Regions from separate parts of the Hordeum vulgare genome. Here region 2 is linked to region 1. The links are chromatin contacts, called in public Hi-C maps. All regions are on one chromosome and are shown on one strand. Each heading gives the region's core, a stretch centred on a gene start, on an enhancer-like site or on the middle of the called end of the contact. The rest is flanking DNA. Distances are from core to core; before and after follow the strand shown.

The links. Hi-C and Micro-C count contacts between places; a contact is called where the count stands out from the background.
Region 2: a Hi-C map of leaf shows a contact between it and region 1, with 4 times the contacts expected there. The contact joins the enhancer-like site here to the promoter of LOC123395591 in region 1. A contact is called at or near these places in 3 of 6 Hi-C or Micro-C datasets (leaf and seedling).

Annotation. Positions count from the first base shown.
Region 1 is chr5H:412,650,360-412,658,278 of MorexV3_pseudomolecules_assembly, reverse strand. It overlaps LOC123395591 (RING-H2 finger protein ATL48-like), which reads right to left and starts at 3,530. Exons shown (of 2, transcript XM_045090611.1): 1 at 3,340-3,530; 2 at 1,205-1,593. The coding sequence starts at 3,463. The coding sequence ends at 1,406. LOC123395590 (CST complex subunit CTC1) reads left to right here. Exons shown (of 16, transcript XM_045090610.1): 16 at 82-845. The coding sequence ends at 246. It also overlaps the pseudogene LOC123400484.
Region 2 is chr5H:413,567,961-413,575,879 of MorexV3_pseudomolecules_assembly, reverse strand. No RefSeq gene overlaps it. Among protein-coding and RNA genes, the nearest start is that of LOC123398890, 85 kb to the left of the region's middle. Within about 2 kb of position 3,544, at least 2 of the 3 cell types and tissues checked have open chromatin away from gene starts, as enhancers often do. A contact at or near this core is called in leaf, where this site is marked.

The DNA of each region.
Region 1 (7,919 bases), core at 2,281-4,780:
GTGTTGAACGAGAGAATCTATTATTACTCTTCTAGGATTGCTGGAATGAATGCCGTTTAATGAGTTTTAACACCTCTGCAGAATGTTATCGCATCAGCCCTCGATGCAAGTGCAATAAATGGATCAAATGTGGAACTTCCTGATGTATATCCAGCGCATGACATGCAGAATTTCTGGGTTAGTGAAATAGTTCAAGTGGATCCTTTGGAAGAGGCCCGGAGACTGTATGCCAGTTTAGACAAGTGAAGAGATACCCAGATTCCTCGTAATATTTTGTCAAGAACACAGGAGGGGCGAGCAGTCCACTGGGTCAATACCCAGTCATATCTCCTGTATTTTGCCCATCTGGGTGGTCACTTCCAGTCTGGTGATACATATTCTGGGCTGCATATTCCGTCTGCAAGTATACATGGAGAACCATGTGCTCATGCAAGTTATAGATGATTCTTTTTGGTGGGAGGGTGGCATATGACTGAATTGACAGATGGGTGGGTTATGTAAAAGCTTATTCCATTCTTCAGGCTTGTGCATATGTGCGGATCTGTTTTGTCGTTTGGAAGATGGCATTTGATGAGCTCCCACGGGGAGGGTTTCTTTTGCTGCTAGCGAAGTGTTTTGTATAGTCGGGATGACAATTGCCAAATTATTATGGCAAATGAACTGTTGCATAGTTGGATATTTGTTATGTTCATTGTCAGGGTAACTCTATCCACGCTTTGCACTCAAGTGTGGATGCGATGAGCATCAGTGCCAGCCAGTTATATCGTTTGGAACCACTTCTTTGTGAAGTTGAGGTGTACCGTGCAGCGAATGAAGGAGCATCTGTATTTTAATTTCTGTTTTAACGGTGAATGTGTTTCTTCCATTTTGCTGATATAATTGATATCAATGCATTGTTCATCACTACCTCCAATTTACTCATCAGCTCATTCCTAAGGGCTGGGTCCAACAAAGGAACTCCTACTAGTGATGGCGAACCTAGTGATGATTTTCATTCCGCACCACCATGATGCACAGAAAGAACACATTAATGTCATGCCATCATTTTCAGCTGCGGGGCAGGATGAGGAAAACATTTATGCGTATCATCCCTGTGCAGGGGACATGTTAATCTTCTATCATTCCAATTTAACCAGATGCCCCCAGAGGAACAAGAGAAAAATACCTGACTGCATAGCACAACAAGTAACACAACTGGGGTGGATTCAACAAAGAAAAAGATTTATTCTTTAGCCTGGAGATTGAGCCAAAATTACTTCTAGTTAGAAACCACATGCCAAGCGTGAATGACAATAGTTAATCCCCAGGACCGGGAGGCAATCGAACAGCAGAGCCCTAGGTGATACTCCAGTACATAAGAATAAATCTTTTCGTACACCACAAATCACTATCCAGTTCATCAAGTTCATGGGGTAGACTCTTTCTTGAACAGCTTGATTTGGTCGCCGTAGTAGTACGTGCTGCCGACCATCAGAGCAACCGTCACACCTTGAGCAACCACACGGGCCCTCATCAGCTTCTGACCCAGCCGAGAATTCCCATACCGGAAGCTCACCAGGCCAGCCGTCAGGACGCCCGCAGTGACCAATGCACCTGAAATAGAAGGTAGGGTTACACACTGAAGCTATACATAGATACATTAGCACCCCTAGTAGTCTATCCCCGCCCAAGTTTCCATTTGCTTTGGCATAAGTAGCACACATCAAAGGGCAAACATAAAGCAATGTTATACTTATTACTTAATGTTCAATCGGGAAGTAGACACATACATACATACAATAAACATGATTGCAGGATCCAGAATAAGCAGCTTCACATGAGATTTTGAAATTTTGAATTAGATTTGAGCAAAGCAAGACATGAAAAGATCAGAAGTGTTTCGAAAGCTATTAGGACTTGCAACTAATCATTTACAACAATACATTTACACCTATCTGACATATAATTACTGTATTCTATAACTAACAACCTCTTGAAGAAGCTTCCAGCTTCATATATAAGCCAAACTAATCCATAGACTGTCAGGCAGTTAGGCCCGTTAAATTTTGAAGGAGATCTCAGCTTCAAAATGAATGACTGAGATGATGCTTAAGGAGGAGTGTGATTCACAGGGCAATGCACAAGCCCCCTTAAACATCTATTCTTTATTCCATAAGCACATCATATCAACTGCATCTGTCCTACATTGACTGAAGTTCTCATAGTATATCTTTGGCACAGTGAGCCTGATTTCCCTTGACTATCCCACCTCTCTCATTTCATCTCCACCAAATAGTTCAATGGTCACACGGCCATTGCTTATCTTCTGATACACCCTAGTAACAGTAGTAAGTAACGATATACTTCCACAGCTACACATATTAAGAACATTAGATGTAGAAGCCAAGTTGCTTCTCCCCTGGCTCAGAAAAAAGAGGAACTCGAGAAGCCAACTTTATAAGATTACAAACATATGAACCGTCCAAAAATCAAGGTCACGAGTCTCTTGGACATGTGTTGTGTTCATTTCTCAGCTTTCTTGGCGCACATCCGAAGTGAGCTGGTTCAGCTGAGCTGAACTCTTGGGCTCAGCATATCTAGACTACTACCTCACCGAGATAAAAGGCATTAGCACAAGAAAGGGTAAACTGCCCATGAGACGTAGCACAGCAATATCCTAGCGCATTCAATTGCGAAGTTCTGTACTAGAGAAAGCAGTTCTGGTGTGTTGGTTGGTTCAGTTCCTCCCTGCGTGTTGGAGCTGGCCAAAAACGATTGTAATGCTGTGACTTGATCTATATAAGTGTTGTGTTCTTTTTTTTTTCCTTTTTCCAATAAAGCAGCTGATACACACAATGCATATCTAGAATGACAAATTATGATTGTCCTACTCTGTACATTTACAACACTCTCATTATCAGTCGGTGATTCATAGACATCTGCCAAGAACTAATTGTTATTTTAAGTTATCTACTACACTGATACCGAAGTGGTGAAGTTACTCTAATACTCTAGTCTATATCTAATCCACCATAAATCTGAAGCGTGTACGTTGACCATGGAATGGGAAATGTGGTAATTGCCCAAGAACGGGAAGCTAGATTTTTCTTAACTCTAGTACCAGTAAAACAGCACAAACGATCTTTTAAGAACATTAGCCATAGATTCCACACTCTCCACCCCCGCCCAAAGATCCCAACAATCGCTGTCCTAACATCGTAAAACAGGAACTCAAAATCTGGCCCGTCGCCCGTGACCCCGAACCCAGAAAGTAACCCGGCCGAACCTACGACGAGGCGATCGATCGATCCACGATCCCGGCACTCCTATAACACAGCGAGGGACGCGCGCGGGGCGTACCGATGGGGACGAAGGGGTTCTTGACGGCCTTCTTCCCCTCGAACGGGAAGTCGTCCAGCTGCGGCATCGGCGGTGGCCGCGCGCTGCTTCCTGCGGCGGCGCCGGCGCCGGAGACCTTCTCCATTCGCGTCGCCTGGGGGGAAAAGGAGGAAGGGCGACACGCTTTTCCGAACAGCGGTTTGCAGGCAGGAGGCCGCCGGTGGGTTCCGCCGCTCTTTGGATGCTCAGGGGTGGTTGTAGGGCCGTCCGATTGGGATCCGAGGGTGCCGGTTGTTTGGAATTAGTCGGGAAAGGGAAACGCGTATGTGGCGTCAGACGTACCAACCGAGCTGGTGGAGCCCGGAGGGATTTGACCCTTCTCTTTTCTTTTGGACACTCTTAGCTAACGAACGTTCGTCATGGAAGATGCATTTGCGAACAATTTTCTGTCAGTTCTAGGCACTGTTTGGATCCATGGGATAGAGTTAGTTTGAGCTAGTTTGGATTCAACTAGCCCTAAAGTATATCCAAACATAAGGGTTAGATTGAAGCTAGTTGCATCTAACCCACCCCAAAAAACTATCCCACCCAAGATGTGCTAACTGGAGCTAGTTCTCATGGGGTTCATTAAAAAATATTTTTCTCTCTCTCTCCCACCAACCAAGAGATGCTAATTGGAGCTAGTTCTCCTGGGGTCCATTAAAAAATCACTTTTCTCTTTTCATAAAATGCATCTATTGTCAATCTAACCCTTCCATCCAAACACCTATTTAGCTAGAGTTAGTTTAGGGTTAATCATGAGCTAGAAACTAACTCTAACCACTAGCTAAGCTAGAGTATCCAAACAGGGCCCTAGTTGTGGCTTGTGAGGGAGTAAGGAGAGGTGGCAGTTTCTTCACAAGACATGACAATTTCTTCGCGAGAAAGCAAATTCCGTAGCGTCCATTGATCATTTTTTTATAAAGTTGATTAAATAAATAAATTTGACTTTGTATAAATGTAGAACTTCGATTATTTTAAGACAAAGGAACACTTTCTTCTTACGGTTATTCGTGCGACACGTGCAATGCTTACTAGTAACTAAAACTACCAGCAAACATGGTTTGCTTGCCACCCCTTTACTGCAAACGTTTGGCAAGTACAATTACCCTTTTTTTGTTGCTAATTCTCATTTGTCTTGGATGTAGAAAAACTCAACTGTGGGGCTCTTTGATTCAAAGGATTTTTTTTGGATTGGATCCTTGGTTATTTTTCCTACATTGGTCATTTGATTCACATGATTGAAATCCTCTGAATTTTTTTTCTGAAGATTTATCGCCACTCCACTTTGAAGGAAATTTTCAACCTCTTGCTAGGATTCAATTGTTTCTTTTGTGCTGTCAAGCATCTTTTGATCCAAATTCATGTGGTGTTCTAATCTACAGGATCAAGTGGACAGACCACTTCAATGATGTGTTTTATTTAATTATTATTTCTTGTATTTTTAGAATCATGCGAAAAACGGGCTTAAAATTCACATTATCGTCAAGAAAGAAAGAAATATAAGATTTACATCTTTAAAGGTGTGCGACTTGTATCATCTTACCTGAAGATGCGGATGATTGAATGTTGATGAGAGGATTTAAAAGTTAAAGTAGAATTGATTTTTAAGTTCTTTTGGAGGAACAAACTAATAGGCAACCCTATTATTCTAAAGGATAACTATAAATTGTGGATCATCTCATAAATTTCCTCAAGGTTTGAATGAGATCCAATTTGGGTTCATGAACTAAAAAACAAAACAAATATGCTCCTAGTGTCAACATTAATCCATTAAAAAAAAGATCCCAGTTTTAATTGCCAAAAATCATGGATTTGGGAGGGTGTCATAAAACCCATCCCAAAACTTAATACCCAAAGAGTTTTCCTTTTCTATTTCTTACATCCTTTAGCAAACACAAGCCCCATTTCAACTGCTTTTCCATAAAATAAAAACCTTGATATTTATGATGAAAACATTTCAAACTCAATATTAAAAAATATATTCAAATTCAGGTACAACATGTGGTCCAAATGAAGCAAATATTCCAAAGAAACATGACGAAAAACATGATCATACATGGAAATTCTAATGCTCAAGACATTGTAACATGTCATAAACTCTTCGCACAAGTCTCCTCATCTACGAGTTGCACCACTCCTTAGGTTGTAGAATTATTCATAGAAATTCACAAATTGGATGGATGGAGAAGGAAAATAAAAAACACCATGTGGATGCTATGTTGAATAGATTGTAGGTTGGAGTGGGGCGTCACATGGTCGTGGAGGTTCGGGAGTGGGTCAAGGTTCGAGACCGCGAATTTCAATCGCTGCCTCCACCAAAGCTCCTGGCCATGACGCGGGAGCTTTCCGTGGCTCGGTTAGGACGCGGAGATGGACATCCCAACAATGCATGACTTTCTCTTTTCTTTACAGTTTTTTGTGTGGCTAATTTTCATTTGTCTCAAATCTAGAAAACCCCAACCGTGGGGGTTCCTTGATTCAAAATTGAAATACTTGGTCATTTTTCCTAGGTTGATCATTTGATACGCGTAATTGAAATCATTTGAAAATTTTCCTTGTGATTTATCTCCACTCTATTTTGAAAGAAGCTTTCAAATCTCTTGGTAGAATCATGTTGTTTATTTTGTGTTGTCAAAACTTGTTGATACAAATTCATGTAGTGTTCTAATCTATAGGACCATGTGGATACACCACTTGAATCATGCATTTTTTGCTTTCCTCTATTTTTAGAATGCTATGAAAAATACGCTTAAAATTCACATCACCGTCAAAAAGGGATGTGCGACTTGGAACATGTGCTTGGATGTTGATGAGAAGATTAAAAAATGAAAGTAGATTTTATTTTAGACAAAATTTGGATCATCATAGTAATAAGCAACTCTATATTTTAAAGGATAACTTTAAATTGTGAATCATCTCATAAATAACGATAATTTTTTTGTTCCTCAAAGATTGAGTGAGATCCATTTTTGGTTCATGAACTGAAAAGGCAATAAAAAAATTGAAAAAATTGTTCCTAATGTCAACACTGATCCATTATGAAAAATACCGTCCAAGAATTTGCCAAAGGATCATGGCTTCGGGAGGGTGTCCGAAAGTTTTACTTTGCTATTTCTCACTTCCTTTTGCAATCATAAACCCCCATAATATATTAATTCAAACCTTGATATTTATGATGCAAACATTTCAACAAAATTTCAAACTCTGTATCTAAAAAAATTCATATTCAAATTGAAACACAACATATGGTCCAAATGAAGCAAATGATCCAAATAAACATGACGACACACATTATGCTTACATGGAAAATCTATTGGGCAAGGCATTGCGACATGTCATAAACTCTTGCATAAGTCTCCTCATCTATCACCTATCAGTTGCATCCCTCAGTTATTTTGTAGAATTATTCATAGAAATTTGCAAATTGGAGCAAATAAGAAGGAAAAGAATAAACAACATTGCAAAGGACCCTAGAGTAGTGGCTCCCACACCGCTGTGGTGGCGTCCCCTCCGCTGGGGATGACTGCCCACGCGGCTCCTTGTGGCAGTGCTTAGGACGATGATCACACGATACCGGATCCGGTGTTGGAAATATGCCCTAGAGGCAATAATAAATTACTTATTATCATATTTACTTGTTCATTATAATTGTTTATTATCCATGCTATAATGTATTGATCAGAAACTTAAATACATGTGTGGATACATAGACAACACCGTGTCCCTAGTGAGCCTCTACTAGACTAGCTCGTTGATCAAAGATGGTTAAGGTTTCTTAACTATAGACACAGTTGTCATTTGATAATGGGGTCACATCATTAGAAGAATAATGTGATGGACAAGAGCGAACCGTAAGCATAACATCTGATCGTATTAGTTTATTGCTACTGCTTTATCCATGTCAGTGTATATGTTCCTATAACCATGAGAACATGAAACTCCCCGACACCGGAGGAATGCCTTGTGTGTATCAAATGTCACAACGTAAATGGGTGGCTATAAATATGCTCTACAGGTATCTCCGAGGGTGTCTGTGCAGTTGGCATGGATCGAGACTGGGATTTGTCACTCCGTATGACGAAGAGGTATCTCTAGGCCCACTCGTTAATACAACATCACAAGAAGCTTGCAAGCAATGTGACTAAGGAGTTAGTCATGGGATCTTGTATTATGGAAGGGGTAAAGAAATTTGCGAGTAACGAGATTGAACTAGGTATGGAGATACCGACGATCGAATCTCGGGCAAGTAACATACCGCTGAATAAAGGAAACCGCGTACGAGATTGATTGAATCCTTGGCATTGTGGTTTGACTGATGAAGATCTTCGTGCAATATGTAGGAACCAATATGGGCATCCAAGTCCCACTATTGGTTATTGACCGGGGATGTGTCTCGGTCATGTCTACATGATTCTCGAACCCACAGGGTCCGCACGCTTAACGTTTAATGACGCTAGAGTAGTATTGGGATATGTACGTTGGTGACCGAATGTTGTTCAGAGTCCCGGATGAGATCCCGAATGTCACGAAAAGCTCCGAAATGGTCTGAAGATAAATAT
Region 2 (7,919 bases), core at 2,295-4,794, 920 kb before region 1:
AAATGCTCTAGTTCTTCACTTACATTTGTTTGAGCATGGCGATAGTTTGGAAATTATGTGCATTTTATTTCTATCACTTATATATTTAATGGAAGTTAAATAGGAAGTGATAATTTGCATGAATTTTATAGTTGGTCCAAAGAATGAAAGTTATATAGAGGTGGAATAACAAAAATTAGCATGCAATACTTGTAAGATCATTGAATATGATATGTTTAATTACCTACAATATTTTTGGGATATTGAGGTGGTAATATGTGAGCATGTTAGTGCATAATAAGAATACGTATTAATATTGGTATTAAGGTTCGTGAGTCCGTATGCATGAAAGTGGTGGTCGCTGGCATTAGCGGAAAGGTCAGAGTATAATTTATCATTGGTTGATTAAACCTTTATGTATTTGGATTGGGTGCGCGTGATTGTTAACTCCTTCCAAAGAGAATGAATGTTATTCTTTGCTTTGAGGGATAACTAAAATTTTCATAATAAATTATTGTTGAAGGTGGGCAACCAATGGTATCACTATTATTTTAACAATGACGCTAAATTGGTGGGGTTGGACGCCCACACTAGCAAGGCAATTTTTACGACGGCAACACTAGGCTTTTTTACATTAGTGTTTATTTAATCTACGCCATAGGTGGGCCTAATTGTTTTCTTCCTTGGTTGGTTTACCAAGTTTTACCTCTTATGATTTTTTTGACTTATATCTTGACCAAACAGGGTCTCTCTACTCTATTTTTGTCTGCAGAGCTCTATTTCGGCTATGTTGTCAATGTTACAGCCACAGATTACTTGATCCATGGCCGATATGTTAAAGACAAAAGCTAGTCGGCATAATGCAGAACTAAGAAGTATAAATCTTCAGAACCATAGAAGCAAAAAATAAATTTTAATACCAAGTCGCTTAGCACCCAAAAGGACATTGCATCTAGGATACATACGCTCTCATATCAATTTGTGAGCCACACGCAGCGACCAACTTCATCGCAAGTCAAACTTGTAGCACTTTATTTGTGCTCTTTCATCATTGTAACATCCCGTAATTCTTCAATTTTGGAATAATAAATAAATACGTAAATTGTGTGACTCCTTGTTAAAGACTTCTCCAAACCATGTCATGCAGGTTGCATTAACATAATTATCTGGTAATAACAATTATTGGTTTAGACATTTATTTAAACTCAAAAGAATTTAATATTCTTCAATTGGGTATTTTCAAACGACACTTAAATGAGTGAGAATAATGTGAATTTCTGAAATACGGAATTTGGATTTTAATTTGCTTGGTCTTAGTCAAATTATAGAGAAGGGACAAATGACATTTCCTAACGCATCATTGCAAATTGGAGTTTATTTGATTATATGCATATAGGTACAATTTGGATTTTTTTTTTCAAACTAACCAGATACGATAAATGAGTGGAGACTATATGACTTATCCATCAGTATTATTGTAAAATATTTAATATTTCTTTTGAATATTGAAATGTTCTAAAAATTCTTTTTGGTAATTACAATACCCTATAACCAAATTTTGGAAATTTAGAATGACTTTAAATGATTTATGTCAAATTTAGAAATTTAGAAAACTATTTTTTCAAATTTATATGATGTGGGAAATATATTTCCTTGACTCTATATTTTTTAATGAGTGTATGCGCATTTTGTTGGTTTTTAGGAAAAGGTTTGGAAATTGTAAAAGGTTATAATCAATTCCCATAGTTATTCAAACTGCTCCCTTTCTCCACTTTCAGCTCATCCTATTCTTTGTCTTCCTTGACTCCCTAAATCGAATTTGGCCAAGCCTACACCACTCTCTATTTTTTGTCTTTATCCCTTGGCCTTGTTTTCTTCTAAGGTACTCCCTCCGTCCGGGAATAAATGTACATCTAGCTTTTGTTTTAAGTCAAAGCTTTAAATTTTTGACCAACTTCATAAAAAAATCGTAACATATACTACAACGTCAAATTGGTACATTGTGAAAGTACATTCCAAAACAAATCTTGTGATACTAATTTTGTGCCATAAATGCTGCTACTTTTTCATATAAAGTTGGTCAAAAAAATTTAAACATTGACTTAGGATAAAGATTAGATGTACATTTATTTTCGGACGGAGGGAGTACCTCTTCTCCTCAGGCATAGCTGAACGGTGTGTCTTTGGGGAACTCCTATCTGCTGCGTGCTGCGGCAAATTGCCGCCGCTTCGCACACGCAGCGGAGCTCGTGAAGCGACTAGGCCGGCCCTGTTAACCGCCTTGTTATTTTTTCTCTACAAGGTAACTGATTTGATTTTCTTTTGAATTTCTGAAAATTAACCAGCTGTTTTATTTACGATTTTTTTTATAAATGGTAATCCTTTTGAATTTCTAAGGAATTTTTAAAAACACTAACATTTTTGCATATGCGAACAATACTTTAAACTATAATTTTTGTTTGAAAGCAGGTACAATTTTTGTTTCAAATTCTGATACTTTTCTAAAATGAGAATATTTTTTTGAAAACACAGATGCTTTTAATATTTAATACTCAAATTTGTAAAACAGGATCTTTTCTTTAATATTTTATTAATTTTTGAAACAGACATATATATTTGGAAAACATAAAAAAATTCTTATTCTATGAATAAATTTGAAAACAGAATCATTTTAAAAACTTAGAATTTTTTTTCTAACAAACATTTTTTGGAATTTATGAACAACTTTTGAAACAATTTTTTTTGAACTTATGTACACTTATTGAAACAGGAATATTTTTTGAACTTACATTCATTTTTCGAAAATGCAATTTCTTAAAAAAATTCTCGAACTTTTTAAATCATTAACATTTTAAGAGTTCGTGAACAAAGTTTGAACAAGTTTTTAATTTGTGAACAAATATTTAAAAAAGAGAAAATATCGTAAAACAGGCACATTTTATATAAAAATATGAGAAAATAAAAACATTGGAAAGTAATATGTTTGAAAATATGAAGACCTTTTGAAAGCAAGAACATTTTCTGCAAATCCTAATTATTTTTTGAATTCAAAAAAGTTAAATACAAATTTTGAACAACAGAACATTTTTTGAAATTCAAAACAAAAATTAGAAAATGTCAAACAAAAAATAGGCAAATAAAGAATAGAGAAGGGAAGGGAAAAAATGAAAACGAAAACAATAGTATTTATTGAAAACAAAGAACATTTCTTAAGAACTCCGATCATTTTTTGCCAATATTGAACATTTTTTTATAATCCCAAATAGTTATTGAACTTATGAATCGTTTTGAAAAATAACAATTACTTGAAATTTAGAGCTTTTTTATAAAAGAAAGAACGTTTTCCATATCTCAAGAACATTTTTCAAACATGAACTTAGTTTAAGAAAAATGAAATGCCTTAGAAAAAAAGAAACAGAAAAACTGAAAAAGAAAAAAATGAAAAAACCGGTGGCCACTGAAACTGGGCCGGCCAAACTCTATCGGCCGGGCTCTGCGGAGCCTCATCTATTCACTGCGGTATGCGGCGAATAGGGTTTGCCGTGGCTTTGTCTCGCTTGAAATGAAACAGTAACCCGTGCCGCCTGAAGGGAAGGATGACGTTGACTGGCCCAGTAGTGACATGGCTCGCCATTACTAATGTAATGCTAACGTTAATCAAATTAATTCAATTTAGTCTAACTTATATTTATATTTTGAATGCTTATATTTCAATAACTTTAATTTACTTAAGAAAATTAAAAACACAAATTTAAAAAACATTAACATAGTATAAATTAATTGTTCGCATTGTTTTCAAATGTTGGTAACTTTAGAAGAGAAATGTTCATGACAATGACAATATATTCCCACGTTTCTAAAAAATATATGCAAAACTAAAGGAAAATTAGGTATGTGTCCGTGTGTTGCCACGAGAGGAATCTTGTTAATGTATATAAAGGCTAGGTTTGTGTTAAGCTTTTTTTGCATGGCGGTTTGTGTTAAGCTAGAAGAGGACATAATTCCACCTTATATTGTATGAGGCACGCAGGATGCATCAATGATTACAGTTTACTTTTGGCACCATTATAATTTTGTAGCCTGGATCCTACATGGTAAGTAAGTTAACGTGATTGAGCGGCCTACAAAAATGTTCAGTCAAATGTGACGTGGAATTGAGAGGCGCAATTCCACATTATTGCAAAAGATAAGTTAATTAAGATGAAATTAATGTGATTGAGTGGCTTACTAATAAGGTGAGGTCAAATATGACGTGTTGGAAAAAAATGGTTGGATGAACAAAATCGATGGAGGGATGGAGTTATTGATTGATGAAGAGTTATGTCTAGCAGAAAGAAGGAGGGTCGCTTATAATAAAGCGTTTCAAAAATGTGATGTGACAATCAGAAAAATGTTATATATAATTTTAATTTCTTTGCCTAAGTTCAAAAGATGTTTAGTTGTATTAAAAAATTGTATGGAACATTTTGTATGAATATTCATGTGTTCCAAGAACTGTCCGTGAATTTTTGAAAATATTATAGACTAGAAAAATGCTTGTGTAGTTAAACTATATTTATTGCCATTCAAAAAATCTACAACATGTGTTTGGAAAATGTTATCGTGTATTCATAAAAGTTTTCAATAAGACATGTATTTTTATCAAAAATGTATATCATGTATTTAAAAAATGGGAACACTTATCGATTTTTGTTTCGTGTGCCCTAAAAATGTATGTTGTGTAATGGGAAAATGTAGACATGTGTTATTTATTTATTTTTGATAAAAACTGACAAAGATAGAAAAAGCCAAAAAGATCGAAGAAAGCCAAAAAAGAAACAAAGACTAATGCATAATGAAGAGAGAAAGAAAACCCTAAGAAATGAGAACACAAAGGAAACCTAAGTAAAATAAAAGGCAAGCAAAGAAAAAACGGTGAAAACAAAGAATAATGAGAAGAAAATGAACAAGTCGAGCGAACTTGCACCGGCAATTACGAGTGGCAGCGGCCAACCACACTAAATGAACCAGCCTGCTATAGTGGTTTCCCGTAGGCGATTCCTACTAGAAATCGGTAGACACATAGTTATCGCTCCACGTGCACATGGTCACCTTCCTCTTTTGTATGTTCATGAGAAGAACGAAACATAACACAAACACCCATGATTGCCACGAATGCTACATCTTCCTCTTCTTATAGGAATTATTATAGCCACCATTTCAGGAATCCATTCAGGGAACTAAAACCCAATTGCCTAGTTAGAATTGCATTTCCCATTTCCCTTGACGACCCATAAAAGGAGGAACCAGGAAAGGGCACGTGATGGATCCTTCTCACTTTGTGACATCTCATCATCAAGTAGTGCTCCGTCCACAACGCAGTTTTAGAATTTGTACAAATAAATTATAGGAAAAGTTGCACTGTAATAAACCTAGTAATACGATACGAACTAATGAGGACACGACCTCGGGCGCGCCGATGATTTGTGATGATCTTTTACAATTCAAAAAACCCATCCAAAATAATCAAGAGAATCTTCCAATTATGTGAACTAGTATACAAAACCTGAAGATGGTGAGGCACAACCAACAAGCAATTCCTCGATACACGAGGAACCTTGACATGATGTGCATGCAACCCATCAATGACGATGCACCTCAAGTCAATAGTTAGAAAACTCTTGGTGTACGCACAATAATCTTCTGTTCAAACTTGAATTTGGAAGTTTCACAGAATACAAAAAACGAAAGCCTAGAGGGCCGCTTCATACTAAAATACTAAATGTATAAAACCTTAGGTTCAACCTGACTAGTATCTAATAAGTACTCGAAAAATGACAACTAGAAATATGACCTTAATTCTTATATGACATGCACAAATGCTATGTAATATTAAATATTAACAACACTAAGTATCATCCTATGCAAACTCGTATTGTACAAATAATACCGTGTAGGTGTTTTAAGGTTGATTCGATTTCCCGCGATATAGGATTTGAGAGTGTAACGCGACTCTGTATTTTATTTTTATCAACAAAGATTCCTCTGCATTTTTATTCTATGTTGCTCTTGCGCGCAACTCCTTCTAAACTGATGTAGCTTGAGTTTTTTTATGTTTTAAAGTACTAGACCTTTGGACTCGATGGCCACAGATGCCCCCATGAGGAATTAGGAGAATGTCAGCGCCACCGACATCCACCTAGGCCTCCCTACACGGACATCATCACATGAGACGACACTTACCATGACATTTTCTTGGACCTCTGACACAATGATCTCCCCAATGTTACCATCTATTGTGCTGATGGACTTTTGTAGGATTAGTAGGTTGTATGCGTATGTATTTTTGTAGGGTTAGTCGTTGTATGCTTATAATTTTTTGTAGGATTAGTTCCTGCTTATAGGTAATTATTTATGGTTTGGAGTTTAGTAAATCTATTCTAATGGTGTTGCAATAGCCTATAGACGGATGATTAAACTTGTAACCTTACACATATCAAAGGTGTAGCTAGCTTTGGCAAGTATGTGTTAACCATAACTAAATTTATTTAACTCTTACTACTAAAGCTAGGCACACCTTTTTTATTAAAAAATATGTTTCATTATGTTGTCGAAGGTTTGCATCTTAGTCTCTAGATTATAAACCTCAATTGATATAGTAAATTCAAAATTGATTTTCTCAAATTTGGTGAACACGTTTCTCCTACACGAGTGTTAGACTTGTTATCCATGTCAATACATAGAGCATGCATAATGCAAGTGTGGGGAGAAAACTATAGTAGAGAGAGTTAAGAAAATGTTGCTCACATGCCTACACACTGATGTCTAATGGAACCAAACTTGGTTTGAATGAAATATTTCTGTTGCAGGTACTTTATTTTGGTGTCATGGTACAAAATTATAACTAAGCTGTGTTTTGTTCATCATAGTTTTTGCTCTCCTAAGGGCTTGGATTATTTAGGTGATTACACTTTTTAAATTGTAAAATAATATTAGCAAGTTGTAAGTCCAACAAAAACAAGTTTTTCCTATTACCAATCGGGATGTCAGAGGGGATACTTAATCGGTTTTGTCACAAATGTGACATTTGGTTTCATCATAAAGGCCATTTTTTCAGAAAGAGTATTTTGTACAGAGTATTTTGTCGCAACTGTGATATTATGTTTTAGTTGCACTGGAGATAAAAAATCTGGAGAGAGGAGAAAGGGTCAGGATGAGGCATGAACTTCTTTAGGAAATCATTCTTCTCTTAATGGTTCATTGTTTCCTTTAGGACTGATAAGTGCACCTTGATTTTGGATGTGGGTTGTCCCTTGTTGTCTTTTGGATTCTTTTAATCAACTTATTATTTAGGGGAAGGTATGATTATGTACATGTAGACCTAGCCGATAATAGGTATTAGAAGGTATAATTATTTTAAGCATGCTTTATTCAATTCGATCATACTCATGTTTTTATCGTAAATCACAACTTGCTTGTGTATTTTCTTTGCAGTATATTACATGTTAGGGGTACTGCACAAAAGGATGAAGTATAAATTCCTCCACCATGCAACTCTCCTAATGTGCATATATTGTTTAGATCACAAAAGAGTTACAAGGAGATTTACTGTAGATGGCATGAAAATGCAAATTGAGTAGACTACTTGGAATGATGACTTTGTATTAGTAAATCACAACACACTTTTCTTTGTAGATTTTACAATATGTGTCATATATTTGATGTGAAGTATGTAAATGTTCATGTTGCCTTTGAATTTTTAATTATATGCATGTGTGTTATGAGACGCGAAGTGCTTGTGCAAATAAATGATGTATGCTTACGTATTGTATATGTATGTTTTTGTGAATTTCATTTGCAGGGCTTGTTATGAAACAAGAATCATGCCATCCCTCAAAACAAAAGGATGTAGGCGATTGTAAAGAGGAAAATCCCTCGACTAATATCATAGTCACAAAAAC